3 separate regions of the Sus scrofa genome follow, and regions 2 and 3 are each linked to region 1. A link is a contact called in public HiChIP or PLAC-seq data. All regions are on one chromosome and are shown on one strand. Each heading gives the region's core, a stretch centred on a gene start, on an enhancer-like site or on the middle of the called end of the contact. The rest is flanking DNA. Distances are from core to core; before and after follow the strand shown.

Region 1 (4,461 bases), core at 1,071-3,570:
GTGTCACTGCAGTGGGTGAAGGACGTCCAGCCAGGGCACGGCTCTAACCTCATACCAAGGTCCTCTAACTTCTGCTCAGCAGAAGCACCTGGAAAGCTCGTCAACACCCTGATTACTGGTCCTCACCCTCAGAGTTTCCGATTCAGTGGGCCAAAGGATCTGTCTCTCTAACAAGTTCCCAGGAATGCTGCTGCTGCTGGTCTGGGGACCCCAATTGGAGAAACTGGGACCCAGGGGATCCTTGATTCTCCTGAAATTCCATACACCATCTGTGCATAGGTGCCTGTGAGTTTTTGTCCTGAATGTGCTTCCTGGCTTCCATCAGAATCTGCACATGAACTAAACCACAAACAAAAGCCAATAACTTTTTTTTTTTTTTTTCTCTTTTAGGGTCGCACCCTTGGCATCTGGAAGTTCACAGGCTAGGGATCAAATCAGAGGTACAGCTGCTGGATCACACCACAGCCACAGAAACTCAGGATCCAAGCCCCACCTGCAACCTACACCACAGCTCACAGGAACGCCACAACCTTAACCCACTGAGTGAGGCCAAGGATCTAACCTGCATCTTCATGGATCCCAGTCAGGTTCGTTTACTGCTAAGTCGCAAAGGGAACTCCCCAAAGCCAATAACTTAGAGAACATTTACTAACACAAAATCCTGGGAGAGACGCTGACCCCAAAGAGAGAAGATGAAGCGATGGTCTGGAAAGTGTGAACTCATGAGGCAGAGCAAGGTCAGTTCCCCAATAAGCGCCCAGAGTTGCTGGGTGAAAGCGGGGTAACGGCTGATAGGCACAGTTGAAATAAAGAGATTTGGAGAGGAATTCGTATTCTCACCCTACAGGAATTTATTTTTAATTATAGATAATTATGCTGAATTACAACAAGATGATTTGAACCATTACGCTAATTCAGGAGTAATAAAGCATGAATTACTGATGCAATTTTTAAAAATGTAACCTATCAATCAACACTGGATCAGCAACAGACAAAGGCTCTGATGTGACATTCGTATCGTACAGGATTATAGTTAAAAATGGCCTTCCACTTACCCCTTAAGAGCCCCCAGCGAGCGATGAGGTGGGAACACCGGGACTCTGTGAAGAGCCCCGTGAAGATACCCGTGCAGGGGTACCCCTCCAGGCTACCCCTCCCCGCGGGCTGGCTCTCAGAATCCCTGGTTTTTAGACATAGTGGAACACAATACTTTGTGTCTGGTCAGACCTTGGTTCAAATCCCAGCTTTGACCTTGGCTAGCTATATAACCTTCAGAAAGTAACTTCCATTTCTCCAAGCCTCGGTTGCCTCATCTATAAAATGGGAACAAGAGCCTAACACACAAGGCTCTTCTGATGATTGCATGATAAGGTCCATAAAATTTCTGAGGCAGTGAAAATTCAACAGCTGGTCAGGGGGATAAGGTCCTGCCCTGGACTGAGGTCACTAATAGAATCACATGTGGCTCTTATGCTGAAAAACTAGCCCCTAGCCTTCCAGGGAGCTCCTCCAGACCCAGTTTTGTTCAGCAGGACAGAGCAGTCTGTCTAGTTTTCATGTAACATTTCATGAGGGTTAAGGCTCACAGTCAAAGGATGGTTCCTGAGCTGGCAGGTCAAGTAAGATCCATCAGTCGGTGCTCGGAGAAAGTGCTGGGCTTGCTGATGAAACATCTGCCCAATGTGTATTCTCTCTCCTGAACCTAAGAGGCCATAGTCTGAAGACAACAAAGACGGGGGAGGGTGGGGGAAGGAGATGATAAACGTCTCCCACACAGTGACTGCTAATTTCTATAGCAAGACTGGCGACCTTACTCAAAGTGAAAAGACTTCACGAAGAAGAGGGGGAAAACCCAGGATTAAGCATTATCTATGAGTCAGTTTTGCTTGCATATTATTACATAATGCCCTCTTTAGAGAGGAACAAAACAGAAAAATATTGCCCAAGTTCATAGAGCCAGTCATTGGTAGAGTCCGGATTAAAACTCAGATCTTTCTTACTCCAAAAATCACAAGCTTTCAGTTAAACCATACTATCTTTACCAAAATAACTGACTTGTATTTCATGGTGCTGCTATTTTAAGTAGAAGGGGGAGAAAAGATGGTGGGTGTGGAAGGAAGAAAACCCAGAATGTACCTATAAGAACTGCAAGTAAGTCAAGAAGAAAGAACCTATCCACACACAAGCTGAACAGAAATGAATGACCACACACACAAAAGCACTGGGCACAAAAATACATGATCCATCTCAGGCTATAAGACCTTTGTATCGCCTGGGAGCCAGAGTTAACCAGACGAAATGGCAAAGGCAATGAGGTCAATGGCCTGTGGAGGGCAGCAGAGAGTTGGGGTTTGATGAGCACCTTTGGCTCCCAAACTCGGGGTAGAGGTGGAAGTCAACAAAAAGCCTTGCCTCAGAGAGACTTTATCGATAACTGAGAATCAACTGGGCTCTGTGCAAAGAGGTCACCCTCGGTCAGGGTAGACCTGGAGACGGGTCTTTGCATTTGGGTCCAGACAGGCATTTGCATTAAGGCAGGGTGGCAAGAGGGCTCTAACAAGAGATCAAGCTGCCCAGCAGTGAGTTCAAAGACCATGGATTGTGAATGGAGTTAGAGCTGGGCACACGCTGGGGCTTGAACACACTCAGCTCTGATGGACAGGCGTGGCTTAGTGCCCTGTGTTCCCTCGGGGCAAGAAAATGGAGCTGGGTGGGCACAGTCCTACTAGGTTACTTGACTGACCCTCAGAAAGCATTTGAATTTGAGACACCTGGTTTTAAAGAGATGTTATCCCAAGAGATAACTTTGACAACAGTCATCACTGCAATTTTCAATGTCAAAGACATAAGCAGGATTCAGAGCCTACACCATTTCTTTTCCCCTCCACCACGTAAGGGCAGATTTCTCATACACATCACGGAATGGGCTAAAAGCGGAGACAATCTGACCACCACCGCACCCCCCCACCGCCAAAAAAAAAAAAAGAGTAAAGACAATATCCACATTCTCATTAACATCTTAAATTTAAGGAGAGCCTACATGGATCTGATCCCATAACCAGTCTAGTGAACGCAAGGATGCATGTGGTATGATCACTCCCCGCCGTAGTGTAATTGGGGAAATGGGATCCGTACTACGTAAGTAGGTCTGCAATGCCGCCTTGGCATCTGTTAAATGCCAAGTAAGAGTGTAAACAATAAGGGCTAGAGGTATTCTAAAGTTTATTGTGGGCTGAGATGGTTTAGGTTGACTTCACAAAGAAGTAGAATATTAACTGGGTCTTGGATAAAGGTTAGGCTTCAATAGTTAGAACAATAGAAAGGAGGGTATTCCAAGAAAGGGACACTGCATGAGCTCAAGAGAGGCAGCAGGAAGATGTGGGGCCAAGGTTAGGGACGACGAGATCAGCCTGGCTACAGTCCGGAATTCACGCGGAAAGAGGAGCATGCATGCATCCCGGGACTTTAAGAATAATCCCACTCTCAGGTTTGTAAGACCACACAGGTTACCATGGCCCCTAATCTTTAATTTGGGAAAATGAGATTATCATACATCACCACTCCCTAAACTCTGATACACTCTTGAAGCCAGGAAAGTTAAGACCTGTTGATAATTCTACCTTTGTGTCTCTACCATAGTATTTGGGACTTGGACGGCTCAATGAACCCAGGACCATTTGTTCTCTGTACTTTGAGGGTTGCATTCCCAATGAATATTTACTTATCAAAGACCATATTAGGGCCTAAGGCTGAGTTTTCAGGTGTATATTCCAAAGTTATTTTTTTCCTTTTGGAATGTGCAATATATCACAAGAGCCTAGCTTTCGAAATGAAACATCATTGAGCAAATGCATCCATCTAGCTTAAGTGAGGCATTTCTTTTCTCCTTACCGCGTAAGGGCAGGTCTCATATGCGCTTAGCATCCACTGAAGGGCGAGCAAATCACACAGTGTCTCCAAACAGCTGTGTGTGGCAGACTTGAACTTTTTCTTTTTTCCTTAAGGGACATATGATTACTGGATGGTTTTAGGAGACAATTCTTTATAACTAATAACAGCAGATGTAACTCATTCTTCTTCATTAATTCACCCATCATATGCAATTTTTGTTATAAAAGCTTTGCTAGAGAAGAAATACCTGTTTGTGACTGAATAGAAGAAGGAATGAATGAGTAGATACCAACAGAAGGACTGCTGATGATACTTTCAAAATGTTTCTCCAAGTGTAGGCAGTGGACCCCATAGTGAAGTCAGCCAGATTGCTGATCTAAAATGCGGGGCTCTCCAAGGTAAGGCTTGGAAGTGTGCACCTTAAGTTCCTGGGTGATTCTCATAGCTCTGAAGGCTAGCATCTTTGCCTCAGAGGAAGGTGCAAGCAGAACTTGGGTGGACGTGGAAGCTGAGCTGTGCAGTATCTGAACAGATCCTGATGGTAGTGGGGAGAAGCCAGGAGAGAGAACC
Region 2 (4,461 bases), core at 509-3,008, 190 kb before region 1:
CCAGGCTACAACAATGATTTCCCATCACGTAGTAAGTGCTCAGCACAGGAGAGCTCGGAAATATCATCTAAAGAGATTTTAGTTAATTTAAAATGAATAATTGGGCTACAACAATGAGTGCACACCTTCTCCCCCACATGCCTGTGTGCTCTGGGAGTCAGGGCGTCCTCTGACCTCCGGCCTCACCCAGCTTTCAGCCCAGTCCTGGCACAGAGCCATCTCCCAGTGGGAACTGGTGGAAGGAGATTGGCTGGCCGAGCAACTTGCTGCCCTCTCCTTTGCACTGATAAGTCATTGTCTACGGTTCTGTATTCGGAACAGATTTCTCTTCTTTGAATATTTAGAATTTTCAAATTTTCAAACACTCATGAAAGATACTGTTTTTGTTTCACTCTCTGTTTAAGAAACTGAAGTTGAAATTCTAATGTAAAATCAGTAAAATGGCATTAATAGACTTACACCTAAAAAAAAGGTCAGCAGATCAATGATGTAATTGGCTTTGCCAAGGAGAGGTAAAACTGAGACAGCTTGGGAGAAGAGCAGGACTTTGTTTTTGGTTCTGGGACTTGTCTCAGAAACAATCAGCCACAGTCTGGAGAGCTGAACTAAGAAAAAATTTGACCTCACGTCTGAATGTGTTGGCCACTCTGCTGTGAGAAGGCCAGTGTCATCAGTGTCATCTGCATGAAAGAGACAATTCAAAGCCCACTGGGCTTGAACATGCAGTTTTGCTCTATACAGAATATACTTCCCAACTTTCTGCCTGATAAGCCTCGTCTACTCTTGCAATGCATACCAATAAATGTATGGGCAAATGCTTCAAGCTAATGTACAAATCTACCTGGTGTTACTACAATATTCTCAATACATTTGGCTCGGATTTAAATGTTGGATGTGTGTGTTTAAAGAGAACTTTATTTCATAAGATTGTATCAATATTAGTCTAACAAATATTTCAGACACCCGTGCAAAAGGCTGAATGCAGGGCACAAAAGAGGAAAAGTGCCCAGCTACTAGAATGGAAGATTGGGACCAGATTGTGCCATGCTGTGGTTTTCAAAATGGAGCATATTTTATCTTACAGGACGAGGTTGGAAAATATGTTTACCTTGAATGACAATAGGATAAGAGTTGGCTACCTGGAGAGCTGGGATGGAAATGGTTCTATGACTGAAAGCAGCTTCCATAGTATATTATCCAGGGGCGCTGGGAGGGTGACCAGCCATGGGCTATTTGTCACTCTGTCTTGTGGTCAAAGGCCGTGGCTGGCACATGAAATGGGTCTCATCAGGTCTCTGCTTCAGAAGACTGTCCACAGCAAGGGAGGCGAATTAGAGAAGGAACAATGAGCATATCTGATCTCACCCCTTAGTAGCTATTCTCCAGACCCAGGAGACGCTAGCCATCTCCCCGGGCACCCATCTTCTCACCTGGGGCAGGCAGGTCCCTGTGGGAGAGGTCACTGGCACGGGGGAGTGCTGCGCTGCCCTGCCCGTCCATGAAAGGAGGACAGTCTTCACCCACTCGTAGGAAACGAGCCATGCATTTGTTCACATTTCAGATTACAGGGCCAAGGCTACAGGTTTCATAAGAGACATTCTCTGAACCCCAAGCTGAGTGTCATCCTGATAAATATTGCAAAATTCAGGAAAGTGAATTCCTGTCTTTTGACCCAGAGTAGCGTCTGGAATCTCTTGGTATCTGAGCACATTTTACCAAAACGAGAAGCATTTCTCCGAAAGAGAAATAGCAGCCAAAGTGCAGTGTGTTAGAGTTCCAGCAGGAAACAGATGGCACTCAAACTGAGTGAGTGAGGGCTGTTAACACAAGAGTGATTTACAAAGTTGTGGAAAGACTGAGGGACATGTACAAAGGAAGGTGAAGGACCTCGGGGCTAAAACAGCAGGTGATGGTGACTGACTGGTGAGCCCTTTGTTATCGCCTGCTCTGAAAGAAAACGTTCCATTTCCAGATCTCCGTGCGCGGCCACAGGGAGGGGTCACCAGAGAAGAGCCGTGACATCTGCTGGAAGGATGTGGCCAATCTGTGTTCACCGCAGGGGAAGAACTAAATGCACAGCCTCCCTCTCCTCCCTGCGGGGCTGAGAACCCACTGATGTGGCCTGTTCAGGTCAGCCTGCCAGCCACAGGCCAGGACAGAAAAGGATGGAGGGTGGGTCTGGACGGCAAAGGAAAGAGAACCAGCTCAGTGCAGTTTTCAGTTATGTGATCAGTTCACCTCAAATAATGGTGGGACATCGGCAAAGTGGTGGGCTAGGAGGCTCCAGCTCCAGGTTCCTTCATAAAATCATCAACAAAGAAACAAAAACCCAAACCCACACTTGCCTGAATGAAAAGAGTCTTAGTCTTGAGTGTGGCAACTCAGTTCCCAGTTTCACTCCCTAAACCAAAGGGAGAGCGCAGACCTTGTTTGCAAATTGTTGTGTACATCTGTACACATTGGCGTGGATACCTGAGGATCCGACCCACTGTTTTTCTCTTATAACTCAGAACACGTGCAGGGAAACTGTAGGCTCTGCTCATACAGTCTACAAGGGGACACACCCTGCACACCCACAGAAACCTGGGCCAACAGATGCTCACTGGAGATACACAATAGACATCGAAGGTTCAGAAGAGAAAGTTTGGATGAGACTCTTTGGGAATGAGGACATCCAAAAGCAGCCGTTTATACAGGGGAATCTAGAAAGCCACATGCATAACTGGGTAGGACATATTCTCAGAAGAAAAAACCCAAGACCTTACACTTTCATGTAAGGCCGATCCCTAGACCTCACTAAGTGGAAGAAGTACCCCAGCACAAAGTTGGTCTCTCTCTCCCTCTCTCCCTCTCTCCCCCTCTCCCTCTCTCCCTCCCTCTCTCTCTCTCCCTCCCTCTCTCTCTCTCCCTCTCCCTCTCTCTCTTTCCCCCCTCCATCACTGTCTCTTTCTTTCTGTGTTTTTTGGTTTGTCCATTTCAGCTCCAAGCATTCAAGGAAATTTCTGTCAGGACATTAGTTGAACACAAGGTAAAGTCAAAGAATCTTTAGTGAACACACATGGCAAGGAACAGACTTTGCAAAAATCATTTGGTAACTTCTCAAAACAAATGGACTCTCACAGCCTTCAACAATCAAACCAACAACCAAAAAGCGAATTCTGGGGAAGGGAGGAAATCTGATTCCCAGACTTACCACATTGTAATAATCACATGCCCAATTTAAAAGTCAAAATTAGGTTGGAAAGGAAAGAAGTTAGGTTGAAAGGGAAAGGATGAAAAAGATATGTTACACAAATAGTAACTAAAAGAAGGTTGGATGGCTATTCTAATGTTAGATGAGATAGATTTTAACTCAAAAATTATTGCAAGAGACAGGGAGGGATATTATTGATAAAAATATCAATTCATCAAGAAGTTACGACAATTACATAGATGCCAAAAACATCAGAGATTCAAAACATATCAAGCAAATACTGAAAGAATTGAAGGGAGAAATAGACAGCCCTAAGATACTAGCAGGAGGCTTTAATTCTCCCACTGTCAATAATACAGCAACCAGACTAAAGAGGAGTAAGGAAACAATGGACTCAAACAACACTGTAGACCAAGTGGGGCTCTCAGACATATTATAACACTCAATAACAGGAGAATACACATCTTTATCAACTGGATATGGAATATTCTTCAGGATGGACCATCTGTTAGACCACAAAACAAGTCTAATTAAATTTGAAACAAATGAAATCATATAAAGTTTCTTTTCTGGTCATACTGGAATGAAGCTAGAAATTAATAACAGAGGGAAAACTGGAAAATCCACATGTGCAAATTAAACTACATATTCTTAAATAACAAATGGATCAAAGAAGAAATCACAAGGGGGATTAGAAAATACCTTGAGACAAATGAAAAAGAAAACAAAACCATAAACATACCAAAACTTATGAGATGCAGAAAAGCAGTGCTAAGAGGGAAATTTATTGCTGTAAATGGTTACATTAAAAAAAGAGAAAATCTTGGAGTTCCCATTGTGGCTCAGTGGTAATGAACCTGACTAGTACCCATGAGGTCGAGGGTTTGATCCCTGGCCTCACTCAGTGGGTTAAGGATCCAGCATTGCCATGAGCTGTGGTGTAGGTTGTAGACGTGGCTAAGATCCCATGTTGCTGTGGCATAGGCTGGCAGCTATAGTTCTGATTAGACCTGTAGCCTAGGAACTTCCATATGCTATAGATGTGGCCCTAAAAGCCAAAAAAAAAAAAAAAAAAAAAAAGGAAAAAAGAAAGAAATCTTAAATTAGTAACCTAACGTGCTTTAAGGAACTAGAAACAGAAAAGCAAACTAAAGGCTAGCAAAAGGAAGGAAATAATAAAAATTATAACAGAGATAAATAGAGAATAGAAAAATAAAGAAAAATCAGCAAAACCAAAATTTGATTCTTTGAAGATTGACAGACCCGTA
Region 3 (4,461 bases), core at 558-3,057, 150 kb after region 1:
TTATTTCTCTGCATCCTGAGAAGTCTCTGCTCTAGGCATGCTTCTCTGAAGAGTGACAGAGTGATCTGAGTTTGCGTCTGTGCAGTAGCCCGAAGTGAAGTCCCTAAGCACCACGTTGGCAGCCACAGATCACAAGCCCTGCTTCCCTCCTGCTCAGCTGAAGGTGAGCTGAATTTGACCTGGGAAGAGCCCCCGATGGGCCCTCAGCTCTCCGTCTCGCCATCATTTCCCGCTTCCATCAAGATGCACTGAGTGGCACAATATGCCAAGTGCTGCTTGGCAGAAAACGGCACAAAAACCACCTGAGGTCCTTCCTTTTTAGGAGTTTATCCTCTACCCTGAGTCTGCTCAGGAGAATGGGTTCCCCCTGTGACATCGAGGGCCGTGGGGTTTTCTAGAAACACTTCAGGCAGAAAGAGCCTCTTCTGGTTGGTATCTGAACCCCACAGGGGTCTCTCGTTGCCCCGAAATCTGGATGCCATCACAACGGCCATGTCGACGCTCGAGTGCTCCAGCTTCCTCACTTCACAGGATGCCACCTCCACAGGCCCCATCATCACATCAACAGCTCCCTTCGAGCACTGACTGTGTGCCAGGCCAGGGGCTAAGAACTTTGCATCTCAGTCACCTCACAACAAATTATCAGCTGTGTACAGATGAGGAAACCATAGCTCAGGATGATTAAGTAACAAATCCAAGTTCATGAGCCAGTGGAACCAGGATTCAACCCTAACCTGACTCCAAAATCTACCCACCGGTGGGAGAAGCTGAGTCCAGCAGAGCCGGGAAAACCTATGGTGTTTACAGTAATGAGAAAATTGGGAGGGTTTTGTTGTTGTTGTTCCCTCTGTGGCTGGAAACAGAATGGACTCCTTTCTGAGAAAATCCAGTCTGGTCTCTCTGACTTAGAAAAATAGTCAAGTGTTATCTGAGCTGTTCGGGATCCAAGAGGGTAAAATTAGCAAGCGTGAGAGCAGCCTTCTGTTTTAAAGGTCAGCGATGTTCTAGGTGTCGAGAAAGACCCTATTATTGTCAGGACACACACCAGGCTTTCCTTCTTCCCCCGGGGCATCGCAGAATGCTCTCCGGAGTCCTCCTGACACGCCAGCGCAGCCGGGGGACTTCCACACATGGGCACGTCCCCGGGAGAGTTGTTTCGCAGAGGATCTAACAGGAACGACTGCCGAATTCAGTCCCCTCTGTCCCACACAGCCTGATGTCCAAGCCAGGCGATGGCAGGTGTGCCTCGTGCCACCCCTAAGAGAGGCCTTATTATCTGAACCAGAGGCCGCCCCCATCAGCACTGCCGTTTTCCCAGCACCCTTCCACGGAGCCACGCTGCTCAGAGCACGGTTCTCGGGTTTCTCACCTCCTCCAACCAAAGCTGGGAGCGGAGTCTCAGAGTCCTTCACTGGTCTGCTCGGGAAGAGGTTGGAGAGAAAAAGAGCCTCTTTGTCAAAGGCTCGTTTGAAAAGGCATGAACAGATGAGTTAGAATCTGGGACGGTGTCCAGGTGGGGAGGTGTTGCCTGGAATTCCTAATACATTCTTTCTGTTATGAAAATAATATAGGGAACCGGGGTGGCCTGTTGCTTCTCTGCATGGAGTCAATTTGGCTCACGCTGGGCGACCATTTAAAATCTGACCTCAAGCGGTGCCAGTTTCAAAATCTTTTCAGGCTGGGTATGTTTCCATTCCACACAACAAGCCCAGGGCTGTTCCCTCAACTCTTTCTCCCAGCAAAGAGTAACTCAGTAGACACAGCCTCTTGCCAGGAGTGATGCAATCGGCCAAGCTCCTCAGTGTCCTGTTGGCCGGGCCCCACCCGGCTGCCCTGCCCAGGGGCGGCTCGTGGGTCCCGTCTCAGCTCCATCTCCTTACCTACCCCTTTGAGATCTGGGGAAGGTGTTTCCAGGTGACAGGAAGCACATGGCAGTTTCTCCTTCCATCATGGGGAGAGCCCTGCCTGCCTCCCCCACTAAGACATGAGTCACCAACACCCAGGATGACAAAGCCTTCAGCAAAGATGCATGAGGCGTGGGGGAGGGAGGAGCCACAGGCACCCAGATTTGCCTCCCGAGAGCTCTTTTGCAACTTCCCTTGACCTCTGTGTGCTCCCAAAGAAACCTGGGGTCAAATACTCCCAAAGCACCATGATTTCCATGAGGTGTCTGGTCCTCCACGAGGTAATAAGCAAGAGAGAACAACATATTTGTTTCAAATATAAATTTCTCATCTGAGAGCTCTGATCAGCCATCTGTGTTTCCAAAATGACCTATTGAGGCTTTGAGGCATCTGGAGCTGTGAGAATCACCTCGCAAGCTCCCTGGAGACTCCCTGGAGACCAGCGAGACCACCCTATGAAAATCCACCACCCTGGAACCTGCACAGGAACTCAGGAAGCTGGAGGGCGCCGCACCGCTGCCTTCTGCCACCACTTCCAGTCCCTGCCCCGCGCCTTTCCTCTGGTTCATGCTACTCCATCTGAGGCTCAGAGCAGATGAAAAAGCAATTGTAGCACTTAAAAGACCCCCAGAGGAGCAGCCCGCTGTCATGGGCTCAGAGAGGAAGGAAATAAGATGGTGTTTTATTTTTAAGTAGCCCATGAGATTTCATCGATTGCATTAAAATTTTAATCACAAACTCCTTAAGTTAGGAAGAGAAGAAGAGGGGAAAAAACCCACAAAGGACTCATTGTATAAGAGAGTTTCACCATTTGGAGTTCTTTTATAAAAATTTGTGTCAGATCACAATTTGCTGTCTGGGAAATGTAAATTAGTTATTAATGAGCCAAAATTCTAACATCAAAGCCTGTGCATCCACATGCCAGGGAGAAACAAAGAGCTTTCACAGAGCGCCATCGACAGCTCCAAGCACCGGCCTGAATGCAGCATTCACCCTGACACGCTCTGCCGCCTCGTGAAGGAGATTGCTTTTCGCCCTTGGAGTCGCCCGGGGCGCCTGGAGCATACGCATCACCTCCACCTGGGCACTGCGTGACCATCAGCATCTCAGGCATCAGGCGGCATGCGGAGGGTCGCTGAGAGCAGGGCAGGCACCCCCTTCTTCCCAGCGGACCATTTTCAAAGCACAGTCATAAAGGTTCTCAATAGGACCTTTCCCAGGTGGAACGGGGACGTGGACCTGGTTTTGAAGTATTCACACAGAGTTTGCTGCATCCTCTGTCCTTCCTCTTTCGATGGAGGTCAAGAGTCTAGATGCAAAAGGCCCACCTGGAATTTGAGCCTGTGGGAATGGCGGGGAGAGTAAACCAACCCAAGTCTTGCAGGCATCTGGAGATACCCACTGATTCATGCTCTCAGCAGATGCTGCTGTGCTCCTGCCGGGCGCCGGCTTGGCCCGCAGGGAGAAATGATGGTGAGCAGGACGGAGCTCTGCCCTCACTGAGCTCCCTGCCTAGTAGAGAGGACAGGCAGTGAGGAATTGCCCAAAGCATCTTACAGCCGGGCTGAGAGTCGGGGAGGCACCCCTCAGGGGCATGAGAAACCGTCAGGGTGCTGGTCCAGTTAGGGGGGCAGGAATGACCTCCATGAGGAAGTGGCATTAAGGCTGAAGCGTTAACTAGGTCTAGAGAGGACTAAGGGACAGCTAAGAGGTCAAGGTGGGCGGCAGCCAGGAACAGGTGGGAGCTGAGAGCAGAGAGCAATGCCCGACCTGGTGTCCTGATGTGACGCCGCCTCTCCCCCAGTGGGGCCCCGGGTGGCCTCCTCCGGGTTTGGCCAGGCCATGCGCCCCAGCTGCGCTGCCAGGGCAAGTTCGGAGCAGCCTAGGTTGCTGGGTTCAGGTGACTCAACACCCAGCCACACGGGCTGCTGTGCCTATCCACCCAGTGAGAGTCACGTCTCTGTGACACCTGCACCCATATCCCAGGTGTGGTAAGAAGGTCCCTCCCTGAACCATGGCTCCGGGGTGGGCGCTCCTGCCCAGGGCAGCCAGGCTGCCTGCCTGGCTGTACCCCTCTAAGTTCCTCTCCTCTGCCCCCAGCCTTGGGGAACCGTCCTGAGAGGTGACCTGCCTCAGCTGACCTCTGTCACTGTCATCATCACTGCTAGTGCTGTGCCCACTTGCCTGGCCGGCTGTCCTCCCAGCCCCGCCCCGCCCCAGTGGGCACGTCCTATTCCAGGACCCGGGCTGTGCTGGCCGGATGCATCACTCCTCTCCTCCCACCCACCACAGACCCCTCGCCTAGACACCTCTACTCCAGCCACGTGGAATGTGTTTCACCTCCTCTGACAGAGTAGTTGGGAAAGCTTCAAAAACACTGTCTTCTGACCTGGGATTCAAACCATCTTTCCCTGGGGAGCCCACCTGCTGGCCCCCAGCCTGAGAAGCACGCTCCCCCTGAGTCCTGGCCTCTGAGTTGAGTGTCCTCCCATGCATCCCTTTCTCCCCGAACTTCCGGTCTTGGGGATTCTCACCCCACTGCATTGCAGCTGTATTT

What was found. HiChIP or PLAC-seq counts read pairs in DNA pulled down with a chosen protein or histone mark.
Region 2: a contact with region 1 is called in an H3K27ac HiChIP or PLAC-seq map of alveolar macrophages. The contact joins two enhancer-like sites. A contact is called at or near these places in 1 of 47 Hi-C or Micro-C datasets (embryonic fibroblasts) and 1 of 2 datasets of contacts at active chromatin or transcription factors (alveolar macrophages).
Region 3: an H3K27ac HiChIP or PLAC-seq map of alveolar macrophages shows a contact between it and region 1. The contact joins two enhancer-like sites. A contact is called at or near these places in 2 of 47 Hi-C or Micro-C datasets (heart right ventricle and skeletal muscle) and 1 of 2 datasets of contacts at active chromatin or transcription factors (alveolar macrophages).

What each region holds. Positions count from the first base shown.
Region 1 is chr11:14,934,886-14,939,346 of Sscrofa11.1, forward strand. The region is part of intron 2 of LOC102159588 (a long non-coding RNA gene); the gene reads right to left. Among named protein-coding and RNA genes, the nearest start is that of COG6, 360 kb to the left of the region's middle. Within about 2 kb of position 2,321, at least 11 of the 83 cell types and tissues checked have an H3K27ac peak or open chromatin away from gene starts, as enhancers often do. A contact at or near this core is called in alveolar macrophages and skeletal muscle, where this site is marked.
Region 2 is chr11:14,743,828-14,748,288 of Sscrofa11.1, forward strand. All of the region lies in intron 5 of LOC102159588 (a long non-coding RNA gene), which reads right to left. Among named protein-coding and RNA genes, the nearest start is that of COG6, 170 kb to the left of the region's middle. Within about 2 kb of position 1,759, at least 18 of the 83 cell types and tissues checked have an H3K27ac peak or open chromatin away from gene starts, as enhancers often do. A contact at or near this core is called in alveolar macrophages, where this site is marked.
Region 3 is chr11:15,083,269-15,087,729 of Sscrofa11.1, forward strand. No RefSeq gene overlaps it. Among named protein-coding and RNA genes, the nearest start is that of FOXO1, 320 kb to the right of the region's middle. Within about 2 kb of position 1,808, at least 27 of the 83 cell types and tissues checked have an H3K27ac peak or open chromatin away from gene starts, as enhancers often do. A contact at or near this core is called in alveolar macrophages and skeletal muscle, where this site is marked.